Regions from separate parts of the Mus musculus genome. Here region 1 is linked to region 2. Evidence: chromatin contacts called from public Hi-C data. All regions are on one chromosome and are shown on one strand. Each heading gives the region's core, a stretch centred on a gene start, on an enhancer-like site or on the middle of the called end of the contact. The rest is flanking DNA. Distances are from core to core; before and after follow the strand shown.

Region 1 (6,271 bases), core at 3,360-5,859, 220 kb after region 2:
CCTGTCTCTGGGATTAAAGGAGTGTACCAGCTCGCTTGTCTAGCAAATGGTTTTAATTCAACCAAGAAAAATGGGGGAGGGATCAAAACCCCAAAATCTCTCACATGTAGAGGCGACCCAGACGTTTAATCTGATTTTAGTAAAGACACTTCTCTACAAATCCTGATTCACTGAGTTAAAACAGGACTCTGGTGTGTGCAGGCAGCTGTGGGCACACTATCAGGAGCTTCCTGGGGAGCAGAGATGTCTGGGAGCAGCCAAGTCTACCGGAGATCAGGGCTGGATGTGGGGTGGCAACAGGAAGAGTGGGAAGGACCCAGAGATGTCCACTCATTCCTTCTCCAATCTCAAGAGAAGCAACCTGAATGCCTACGTTAAAACACAGTTCAACAACAGAGAGAAACCTATAAGGTGGCAACTGGACCAGAATATGCGCCAAAGAGTCACCATTACCAAAGACCCAGCAGGAGAAAGAGTTAGCATGCATAACTGGGTGTGGTTAATTAGAATGCGGGTTACCGTTACTAAGGTTCTTAAAGGGAAAGCTCATCATTAAGAGTGCCATGCCAGAGTTCCCATCCTGGGTTTTCATTGCTTTTGGCTTTCTCAGAAGGTAAACAGCATGACTGATTCCTTGTTACTGTTTTAAAGAACGCCCCTTCCGCCAGGCAGTGGTGGCGAACGCCTTTAATCCCAGCACTTGGGAAGCAGAGGCAGGTGGATTTCTGAGTTCGAGGCCAGCCTGGTCTATAGAGTGAGTTCCAGGACAGCCAGGTCTACACAAAGAAACCCTGTCTCCAAAAACCAAAAAAAAAAAAAAGAAAAGAAAGAAAGAACGCCCCTTCCATTAGTACCATTCAAAACTAAATACGTCATACTTACTGGACTCATCCTAAGAAGTTCCCTGCAGCCCTCCGGTAAAGCACACAAGATTTTTCTACCAAATCATTTACTTTAAGCACTTTTTTTTCTGCCCTAAGGTTCATTCCACTTAGGAAATGAATGAAAACAGTATTTATAGTGTGTGGCAGGAGTCGGAGGCCGTGGCCAGTTCTACCAACTCCCACACATGACGGGTCCACACTCACACAAATGGGAACGTTCACTGATTATTACTGATAGCCACTGAGATCCCTGCCCCAGCTCTTTTTGAGCAGCCTTATTTGTTATCACAGGGGATGCAGACCAAAGAAACTTACAGCTTTGAAGGTTACAATAATTTGCAATTGAAACTAATGAGGAAAAACACAGATATCTTGTTTCAACAATAAAAACAAAACAAAGCAGAAGAGTAGCAGAGAGGGAACAAAATCACAACAACAACAACAACAACAGTAACACATTTTCAAATTACATCTTTCCTACTAACTTAACTTTGGGAAGAATTACCTAATTTTTTTTTAACCTAAATTTTTTAAAATCAGATTTTAGTATTAATTGGATAGTCACTTGTAACTAGTAAGTTCCATGCAAGGGGAAATCAAATCTTCAATAATTTGCACATCATTTGTAAATACTTTTTACAACCTTGTCACAGAGATAGGTTGAAACAATTAAGAACTTTCAAAACCAGTCCAGACACAGGCATATGGCCCACACTTGGGCTGGAGTGGCTCTGGTTACAGTTAACCCTGCAAACTGAATACCAATTAGAAAGTTCTGAGGTTTCGGTGGGGCAGGCAGAGCAAATTAGAGCCAATTACAGGGGCAGGAATAACAGGCGGCTAGCTGAAGGTATTTGCAAAGTGTATCTTTACTTGTTACTGGGTGAGGCCAATTTCCTACAGCCGTTCCATCAATACTCATTTCTGAGGCCATTTTGGAAAAGCTAATACTTCCATATTACAGATCACACAGATGACAGGATCCAAGAGTGAGCTACCTTCCACTATCTAGAAAACAATGTTTCATTATGACAGGGCAAATGAAATTGTTCTGATAGCAAAGCTCAGATACAAGCACAGACAAAAGAGTCTGTCTCCTTCACCTGCAAACTCAAAACCCTAAATTAGTCACTTACGGTTTTATTTCCTTTTAACTAAAAGCAATCGAGTCAATCTTTTGCACAGTGGCTACTTGATTAAAATAATAATAAAACCAGGAGCAGTATACCATCCGGCAACGCATTGCCCCAAAGCTCTATTATCAAGAGTCATTTCCCTACCTGTTCCCTCTCCACATGCTGTGGGTGGGTAGTGTGTGCACATGTGTATCTATACACTTGCACATACAGACGTCGACCTCAAGTGTCAGTCCTTAGGAGCTATCCAGTTTGTTGTTTTGAAGAGTCTCTCACTGACCTTGTCAAGTTACCTAGGTTAGCTGGGTGTAAACGCCAGGGCTCTTCCTGTGCCTGCCTCCTTTAACACAGCAATTATAAATATATACATTTTTTTAAATGTAGGTCCTGGGAATTGGAGTCAGGTCTTCCTGTCTGTGAGGCAAACACTTTTCCAACTGAGCCATCATCTCCCCAGTCCAGTACCACAGAGATTTCTGATGGACACGCCTCAGTGGCTGGCTCACTACCAACTCAAAGAATAGATTCATGTTAAAATTTACCACCCATAAAACACAGAATCCAACATTAAATTGAGAATTAAGGCCAGAAATCTGTAAGTTATTCCAGAAGCATATGGAGTTTAAAAAAAAAATCTAAGAAAGACGTTGCCAATGAAAACAAATGTTACAACGTGGTCTACTGAGAAGGACCCCAGCCTTGGAGTCTAGAGACCCATGACTGAGGCTGGTTTTACTTCTTCATTCAGGGCCCAGAGGCCCCTGATCTCACCCTTTGCCTTTAAAATGAGCTTGAGAAGAGATGTCAAATGATGTACTTTTTCAGCTGGGTAATTTAGGAAGTGCTTGAATTAATTACTTGTCTATCAGACTTCAGAAAATTTACACAAAAAGCTGGATTTCTGGCCTCTTTTAGAATAGGCAGGTTAAGCCAGGCGTGGTGGTGCACGCCTTTAATCCCAGCACTCGGGAGGCAGAGGCAGACGGATTTCTGAGTTCGAGGCCAGCCTGGTCTACAGAGTGAGTTCCAGGACAGCCAAGGCTACACAGAGAAACCCTGTCTCGAAAAACCAAAAAAAAAGAAGAAGAAGAAGAAAAAAGAAACGAATCTGGAAAGCTTCAAAGGAGCACATCTTTCTTCTCGGTCTCACTCTAATATACTCAAATAATTTACGACTTCCTGTGAATCCATCTTGTAAGGAGGATGCTCTCATTCCATGTACCCTGTGAGGTCAGGATTCTATCAGGACAATGGGGTGCTGACAGTCATTCTGGCAGGGATCCTAACTCTCACAGTCCTTTGGGAATGAGGTGCAAGTGGCCATGCAGAAGGTAAGTTGGCTCGTCACACCATGTTCCCACTGGCATCCTCCAGAGTCAAACACATATGCTTAGAAAGTAAGCAATGCAAGAGAGCCATGCATCTTAGCCTGCCAATCACACAGACGTCATTAGTAAAACCCGCAGATGAAGGGAAAGGATTCGGTTTGGAGTCTGGTTTTGTTTTATTTATTTATTTATCGCCCAGAGAGATTTTTTTAAAAAAGAGATTTCACTGCCGGCCTAGCATTAAGATTCCAGAGAGGAAAAGCTGGATTCCTGGTCTCTTAGGCTAGACTCCTGTTTTCCTTTCCAAGCACACAGCAGAAGCGCAGCCAGCTTCACTACCCAAGATCTGCCCCACAGAACAAAATGAGGAAAGCGACCACTATGCCAGGAATGGTGTTTTCCCAGACTCCTGCTTGGAGTTGATGAATTGACTACATTTTTATTTCTTTTCCCTTCCAGAAACCCTACTGGAATGACAAAAGAGGAAGTGGGGGATGAAAACCAAAACAAACCAACAGAAAACAACAACAACAACGCAAAACAAAAACAACAAAAACTCCAACCCCATGGCAAAGACAAACATACCACAGACAGAAGAGGAGAAACCACAGAGAATCTTTAACAGGCAGAAAGGAAGCAGACTGTTACTGACAGAAGAGACAAGGGCCAGGGACTTGGGCACCTGCCTTGTCTCCACGGCTGGACTTCCACATGCAGAGACAAGGGCTGATTCCTTGAGACCAGGTCCCAAGAGGCTCTGGGTTTGAGAGCAGGATACCAGCTGGGCCAAGGAGTTAACAGAACCTGTACTCCAACTCCTGGGCCTGAACCTCCACCCTCTTCCCTGCAGTCCAGGCCACTCTGTTAGGGACACCAGGACACTCCCCCACCCCTTGGGGGAAAAAGCCCTAGAGAAAAAATTCCACCATAGGCAATATTAAGAGCTACCTTGCTTGTAACCCACCCACCTACCCACCAGCCAATAGGCATTACCCTCCATGCACCCAGAACTCACCAACTGGCCACCAGAACCTCACTCAGTCTGGAATATGAACTAATATCAATAAGCTGCCAGATGGCTGGCCTTTGTTTTTCCCCATGTGTATGTGTCAAGTGTACATGCTAAGCCTTTGCCATGATCTGTACACTCATTTCATCAGATGCATCAGCGGGCTGATCCTCAGATTCACACTGTGCTTGTCTTTAGCTGAGTGAAACAAACCCCACAAAGCAAGCAGGTGCTTAAAGGGAAGTCTGCAAAGAAACCTCCGATCAAGCTACTGCTAACCCAGAGTGAGCAAGCGAGCGGGCGCGGGCGGGGGAGGGGGGGTCCGCGGAGCTGACCTTGCTCGGTTCTCTCTAGATCAGTCAATACAAATGCTTTGTGGAATAAAGAACTGTTGTTCAGAACAACAGAAATGACTAGAAAGACTTTAGGTAAAACACGGGTTGCTTTTCAACTATATTTGGTAATGACAACCCACCCCTAATCCACACTGAGGTCTTGAGGATCTGTGGAAGGAATGGCCAGTGAGGGCCTGAAGTCAGTAATGTGTCACATGTGACACTGAGCTACCAAATGACTTCACTAAACTTCATGGTTAATGTGCATATGCTTCATACAAGGTGCCATTAACAGCAAAGCCCCAACACACAAACACTACGATTCCTGTACAACACTATAGAGAAAAGCTCTGTACTCTTACCGTCGTAGAAGTGGCTAAAGATGCACAAAATCCAATGTGAGATCAAATTGGCACAAATCCCTCTGCCAGGTAGTACCTACTGTTGGCAGATGCTCTTGGGGCAGGGTTAATGTTTCAAGACTTAAAAATAGAATAAATTACACACCCTGGGGAAGCTTGCTTCCTAGTTGCACTGAAGTTGATTCTAGCAATCCCTGGCTTGGCATTGCTAAGTGACTGCTACATTGAAGAAAGGCTGTGTGTGGAAAGCCAAGCAGGATGAGTCACACATGACACTTTAGACACTGGTGAACACTGCCAGTCCCCAGAGGGGCAACTCAGCAGAATTCTACCTAGAGGCAAAACCCCCATACATAGTCCTTCCACTTCCTTTTTGGAGGGAAAGGTGAGACTCTATAGTAAGTCAGAAAGTAACACCTCCAGAGAAACTGAAGTTTTGAAACCAGAGTTGTATAAAAACCAGGTATTTGTAAGTTTCCGTGTTTGCCAGCTTGCCAAAACAACTGCACTTGGGCCAGCCATGAAAACTCTTCCATCCACAACTCCTTACAGAATGCTCTACGGAGCCCGTGAGAAGTGTGTCCCAGAGCTCTGGTCCATTTACTACCTGCTTTAGAACGTATCTGTTGGACTTCCAAAGAAGGACAAACCCCCTGGCCAATTTTGAAGTTTTCAGTAAAATATAATTTTATCATTTGAAAGTCAACAACAACAACAACAACAACAAAAGAAAGTCAACAAAATAAAAGTTCAGTACAGCTGGCAGGGGTTGATAAGAGAGGATGTGATAATTTGCCAAATACAGGCAGCGGTGATGTTCTGTCATTATCTGGATTTATGTATTTTTGTGAGGTGCAATTTTCAACAACAAAGCTATTAAAGCCAAGAAGCAAATGGCACAGAACTCAGAAGTAAGCTTCCAAAAAGTCACAATTAGGATACAACTTTGAAAAATAATTAAATAATTATAATACTTGCATCTAAAAAGAAAAGAAAGAAAAAAGTCTTTAATGAAAGCTACAGGTTCTTTGGTGTTCTAATTATTTATATACTTGATTGAACTTTTAGAGTTTGCAAATATGCTATAAAGTATATATTAGCATGTATACATAAATGCGTACATGTTAGTATGGGCACCCAACCTTTCAGTGCTTTGTTTTGAGAATTTTCAGTGTCTTTACCCATCAAACTCTAGGTGGAAAACAGAAAAGCTGGTG
Region 2 (6,323 bases), core at 611-3,110:
ATAACATTTGAAAAGTAATAACAAAAATATCCAATTAAAAAAAAGAATATGGGTCAGGAAATATAGAATGGCTTTCTTTTCAGTTACAGTAATCTCTTCACTATATGTTATATTTAAATTACCAACAATTCCACTTATGGGTACATTATGATCATTATCTTATATTTCTTCATTGAACTTTAAAGGGCCTTGGGGGGGGACTGATAAAAACAAAGATAACTTCTTTACTCCATCTAGCTTGTTCAGATATGAAATAGGCATCCTATAATGTGTTTCAACAGGATAATAAATTCTACTAATGGGCATTGTTCATGAATACAGACTTTATAGTTTTAAATATTTTTTCTACTTGACTTTTAAAACCTAGCATCCCATATGGAGGTTATTGAATTCCTAACAAGTTTAAAGTAGAAAATAAATAGAACATAGAAAATAAAGAGCAAAGCACTTACTAAAAATGGAGGGTGTAGCAATTTAGGAGTTTGAATTGTCTAAAGACTGAAACTAAGCACCAGGACCTTTAAGTTGTGAGGGGTTTTTTGTTTTGTTTTTGTTTTTGTTTTTGTTTTTTTAAGTCTTCAAAATGCTACAGGGAACTGAAAATAAATTAAGTACACTCCATTAGCAATTTTAATAATTCACTCCGGGTTTCCCTCTATATCTGTACCTGGGAGTCCTGTTGGGGAGAATGTAGAAGACCACTGTGAAACTTACAGAGTTAAGTAAAAGGATGTGTCTCTGACTGCTGACCTGCAGAAGCCAAAGGCTGTCCCAGGGTGTGAAGAGGACTAGACACACTAGTCCCAGCCTTCTAGGACTCCAGGGAATACCAAGGCTTCTTCAGAGAGCTCCTATCAGGAGTTAAAAGTGACTGTAGTAGAAGATTCCAAGTATGAAAACCAGAGATGTGTGTGCGTCCTCTTGGTGATAGCAAAGATTTCCGGTCTGCCACGATTAGGCAGCAGCTGTGGCTAGTTGTCCATTTGACACCTGGTGAAATGGTAGTTTCAGAGAGAGAAATATTTAAAATTGACACCTGTCACTGAAACATTTGGTGCAGAATTTTAAGAGAGGAGCTAGAACTAACGGTAAACTGTAGTGCTTAAATTTGATGAAAAAGAAAGGCTGCGGAGCTCCATTTATGTGAGCTGGTCTTTTCAGATAAAAAGAAATGTCTCTTTTGGAAATGTCACCGAGCAACAAAATAAGGCCCGAATTTAAAAGAAATTATTTTTTAGAAGTCATATTGAAATATAGAGACAGCAAACTTGGTAGTCATTAGAAAAACCTGCAAGATGGATATTTATCATATTATTTTCTTTTCTGCTTTTCCACAGACTCTCTAAGTGTCCTTAATTGTTGTTAATATATCGTAATTCAGTGTATGGACACGATTGCTGTGACTCTCCAGGAATTCGGAAATCAGAAGTGCCAGGTAAGGAAGAGAGGCATTAAGAGCAACACGGAGTAATGTGTTGCCAGTGTTGCTTTGATCCGGGGACACGCCGGGCCAACGCGTCTATCTGCCTGACGCCTGGTCCCCGAGCGCACCCCTTCTCTCCAGCCCCTAGCCCGCTCGCGCTGCAGTCGCGCTGCAGTCGGGAAAACCCTGCCTCGTGGATGGGTCGGCATAGACCAAGTCCTCCCGGGAGACTCTGGCGCCCTGTGCACCGCCTACAGGGAAGTGACAACCGACGGACTGTCTCGAGCAACACTGGAGTCCCAGCTTATCAGGTCGTCCCTCCACCACTCCATCGACCATTGTGATGTCATGCCTGGGACTTAACTGTTGCGACAGGACGGCTGCGTTCCGATTCCGACTGGTTGCCCAGGAGTGTGGGTACACAGAGCAGTCCCGAGGGACGTTGAGGGGTCGCGGCGAGCGGACCCGACACGCGCCGCGGCACCATGAGCCAGCGGCAGGTGCTGCAAGGTAGGAGCCTTGGGAAGGCGCCCCGACGGGTTGGCTCCTAGGGTGGGCTACTCCACTTCGCCTCTCTCTGCAGTGTTCGAGCTGTACCAGAACGCCCGGACCCGGTTTGTGCAGATGGTGGCGGAGCAGGCGACCAAACCCCAGAACATCGAGACACTGCAGAATGCGGGTGAGCCTTCACAGCTCATGGGACCCTGGTCCCACACCTCATCCCGAATCCATCTTCCTCCTTCATCGCCTTGGCCTCATCCTTCATCCCGCACTTCATCCTCACACCACCCAGCGCCCCAGCCTCCCTTGGTCCCCGGTCCTCTTTCTTTCCCAGCTGCCCACATTGTCTTTATGCTCCCTTATTAGCTCAGCTTTTGGGGAGCCGAGGAAGTAGGCTAAAGTGGTGCCAAGTTCCGCCGGACTCCCTCCCCTCCGCGGTATCTTGTGGGTGAGGCAGTGGAGGAGGCCTGGTATTATTTCCATCTTCGTTGCAATCGGCCTGCCATATGAACTGCCAGAAGTCGTTTTCCTGGATGGGAACGTACCCTAACCAGACCTAGTCTATCCCTCTCTTGTCACTCCTAGATCACATTCACTTCCTAGAAGCAAAGAAATCCCAGGCTGATTTCACTGGTCTCCTCTAGGCATTAATGGAGTAAGAGTAGTATGCTTGAAATTTTTTCCAGGACATTCGAAGCAGGCAAAACGGACCTGGTTTTGTGAATCTTACAGGGCATCCTTTTCCCACCCCTTAGTCTGAAAGGAAGGAGGGGAAAGAGGAGAGGTCACAGTTAGTGAAATCCATCTTTGTTCCACCACCACTAGTGAGTGTGTGTGTGTTTCTGAAGAGACAACACTGATGGGGCACCAAACACAGACCACAGAAAGGATTCCATCCAAATCTAGTTTGGAGAACCAATGAGTTTAGCATTACTAACAGGAACCAGTGTAATCTACCATTGACTACACCACTGAAAATACCTTCCCCATCACCTTAGTCACTTAGACATCCTGGAAAAGGTCCGTACTTCATAAGCCTCTGCTCTAAATGTCTTTGTCTGTAGTCACCTTATGATTTGAGGCTGAAAGACAGAGAGGCAGAGGGACACACACACACACACACACACACACACACACACACACACGAAGGGGCCTCCAGCATCGCCCAGAAGACAGCTTTCCACAAAAGCCTCTGACTGAACTGTAAGCTTGATGCCACTTACTAGGTCTTAAGAAAACCTCAGTTTACAGGATGAGATCTAATTTAAAACTAGTTTAAATGAACACATCATTAAAATAAACTAAGAACACATTGCCATGGTCACAGCACCTAGACAGCGCTTACTTCTGGCTTTCTTTGAGGAAACACCTTCTCTTGATCAGATTCTCTGTTTCCTCACTGAATTTTACTGTTTATCCCTTAGGTGTTATCTCTGGTTGTGAAGGGGAGCCATTTATAATAAAGTATGTTTTCAATATTTAAGTAAGTGTAAACATTACATGTAAATTTACAATAATTGTAAATTTGGGCTCTGCCAGTGCCATCTTTTAAAACTTTAGAACAGATTCCAGGGAGGATACTGTGGCAGAAATTCTTTGATCCTAGTTTCCATCTTTTCAGTTTTGTTTCAGGCTATATAAACTTTTGTCTCTAGAACCTATGCCATAGTCAAGATTCTTTATGACAACGATCTCTTGCATTTTTCCTTTAAATTTTAAATGAGCGTGCATGTGCTTGCTGGGTGCCAAGACAGAAAAGGACAGATTTGGAAGTCAGCTCTCTCCTTGTACCTCCTGGGTCCTGGATGTTGAACCCAGGTTATCAAGCTTGCCATCAGACAAGTAGAGCCACCACGACTGCCTTGTATAGTGCTACTAAATCAAGGTCACTTCCAGCTGCTGTCTCTAACCTGTGCAACCCCTGAACAACCCCGTTATCTGTTTTAAAATGTTGTCATTTCGGAACTCATTTTGTCCTGTAATTGTTTCATGCATATTAATTTTCCTTACGTATAAAAATTTTGTTATGGAATTTTACATTTTAAAGACACAGTTACTTTTAAACTGATTTTTTTTCTCAGTCCTTCTCAATGTACTCTGTGAATAGGTGCTTGCTACTTACAAGGATTACTGCTTGGATTATGTATATGTAGTAAAATAGTACTTTTTAAATAAGAAATACTTTAGAATAATACTGAAATATTAAATTAAATATACAGAATACTGAAGATAAAGAGTATCTTTAGGAATTTTAATGACTTGTTGCCTCTTCCCATCAGAGTACAAGGTAGAATACATTGTCAGTTTTGTTTTGTTTTATTTTTATCTTTAAGTCAAGGTTTTAGCCTTGGTGCCCAGGTTGGTCTTCAACTCTCTGTCCCTCCTGCCTCAATTCTACCAAGTAGCTAGGGATATGAACAGGATATAATGCTCCAAGTGTATGGGGAATTTAACATAAACTAGCTGGCTAAATGGTCAAAGTATGGGAGGCTTGTGGCTCAGGCCTGTAAGTCTGGTTTGTGAAGAAATGAATACAAGGGAGATATAGTAGTCTTTCAAAATTATCCACTTAATGGCACATTAAGATTTTTTTCTTTTCTGGGGAAACATATTTTTAACATACTTATCTAGATCTCATAATTCTAGCAGTAGTTTAAAATCATGAGTATCCCTGTAGTTCAAAACAACTTACAAGTTTTATTCTGAAACATTTTCTTCCTTCCTAGTCAATAAGATTAACCATTCTAATGGCAAATTCTTTAAAAAAAAATCACCATGGACTTAAACATTGCAGTCAAGCTTTGACAGTAAGGTGTTGGTTCGTTTTACTGTTGACTTTGATATATGGTCTATGTATCTGGCAAGATTTTTTGTTCCCCATCTCCCAACATATTCTTTAATTAAACATGCAGCATGGGTCCAGGATAATAAGAAAACATTTTCCATATAGGCATAATGAGCAAAGCACAATTCTCTTGCTAAGAATTTTGTAATCATTGTATGTGAAAGGAATTTTTAAAATGAAGGTTATTGCAAACTTTGACTTAACTGTTTAAAGCAGTTCTCTGTCTTTAGGTACCACTGGTGGTTATCAAATAATAGTGAAGGTTGTCAGCCTATGAGATCTCCTTGGGAACCACCATGGCAATTTGAATGAAGTCAGTCTTGGAAAACCTTCACAGATAAAGCCCTGAAGGTTGGGGGCTGATTGTAAATTTAAGCTGGCCTCATAAGGAGCTTTAGGCTTCTCTGTCCAAACAAACAACAACCTACAACAAAACAGTCTTATCAAACCAGAAGGTCTTTAAAGGTAGACAGAGAAAAGTCCAGGATCCCATAGGAACTGAGATTGGACTGACAATCTGCCTGGATCAAGGCAGGTACGCAGAGACCAGTTTCAAGCCCATGACTGTCAATTGATCAGTAATTTACTGACTGGAACAAGAGGAGGAACAAGAGGTGGTATTTGCTATTGGCTGGTTGGTTTTTAAATACACAATGAACACTTTATTGTTTGTTTTTGGCTTAGATCATACTTTGTGTAAGTTGATTTTAGGAAGCAAAACTGGGATTTCTGCTAACAGTTGTGTTGGTCCTAGGAGAAATGCGTGGTTACATTCTGGGAAGAATGTTGGCCATGCCTAAGAGCCAATGGGCTGCCCTGTGAGATACAAGTTAGGCTGTGTTAGTTTCCAAAGAGGAATGTTGGCTTTGCCATAATGAATATTCAATATTAATTTTTAAAGGCTTATTTTATTTTTTTGTATATGAGTATTTTGCCTGCAGGTGTGCACACCACACAAACTTATAACATGCATTCATAAAAACCCTGAAATCTAATTTTAAATGAAATAGATGTCAATAAAGACATTGGCCTCTTGCCAAAAGAATCTGTCAAAAAATATACTTATTTATTTCACAGTTACTTGTTAATTTTTTATTATATGTCAAGTTAGCTACTATGTATGATATTTCTGGTAGAAAACTGTTCCTTTTAATTAGTAAAATATTCTCACTCTTCTTTTTGTGCCAGGAAACTCGTGTACCATCACCAACTGCAATAATAATCTTAATCTATATTTCTGATACAGTTATGAATTCCCTCCTCTGATGCGTAGCTATTGAAAGTTACCATTTTAAATGTATCACTTTTGTGTGTACTGTGGATTGAACCCAGGGCCTCTAACATGCTAAGCATGTAGGGTGCCATTTATACACATCTTTTAAAGTAAACTTTCTGTAATGTGCATACTGTAAACAGTCTAAATATTTTAGGATGAGTGTGTGCAATAAGGATTTAACTATGTGAGGATTTTGTGTGTGTGTGTGTGTTTTGCTGGACATTGAACTCAGTCTCATGTATGCAAGTCATGTACACTACCATTGAACTACATATATC

Evidence for each region. Hi-C and Micro-C count contacts between places; a contact is called where the count stands out from the background.
Region 1: a contact with region 2 is called in a Hi-C map of Th1 cells, with 2.0 times the contacts expected there. The contact joins the enhancer-like site here to the promoter of Spag6 in region 2. A contact is called at or near these places in 1 of 484 Hi-C or Micro-C datasets (Th1 cells), 4 of 115 datasets of contacts at active chromatin or transcription factors (bone marrow-derived macrophages, memory CD8 T cells, microglia and 1 more) and 1 of 9 other capture datasets (liver).

Annotation. Positions count from the first base shown.
Region 1 is chr2:18,912,207-18,918,477 of GRCm38.p6, forward strand. All of the region lies in intron 1 of Pip4k2a (phosphatidylinositol-5-phosphate 4-kinase, type II, alpha), which reads right to left. Among named protein-coding and RNA genes, the nearest start is that of Gm33534, 36 kb to the left of the region's middle. Within about 2 kb of position 4,610, at least 102 of the 459 cell types and tissues checked have an H3K27ac peak or open chromatin away from gene starts, as enhancers often do. A contact at or near this core is called in Th1 cells, bone marrow-derived macrophages, memory CD8 T cells and 1 more, where this site is marked.
Region 2 is chr2:18,697,162-18,703,484 of GRCm38.p6, forward strand. Spag6 (sperm associated antigen 6) reads left to right here and starts at 1,861. Exons shown (of 11, transcript NM_001001334.2): 1 at 1,861-1,933; 2 at 2,007-2,102. The coding sequence starts at 1,909.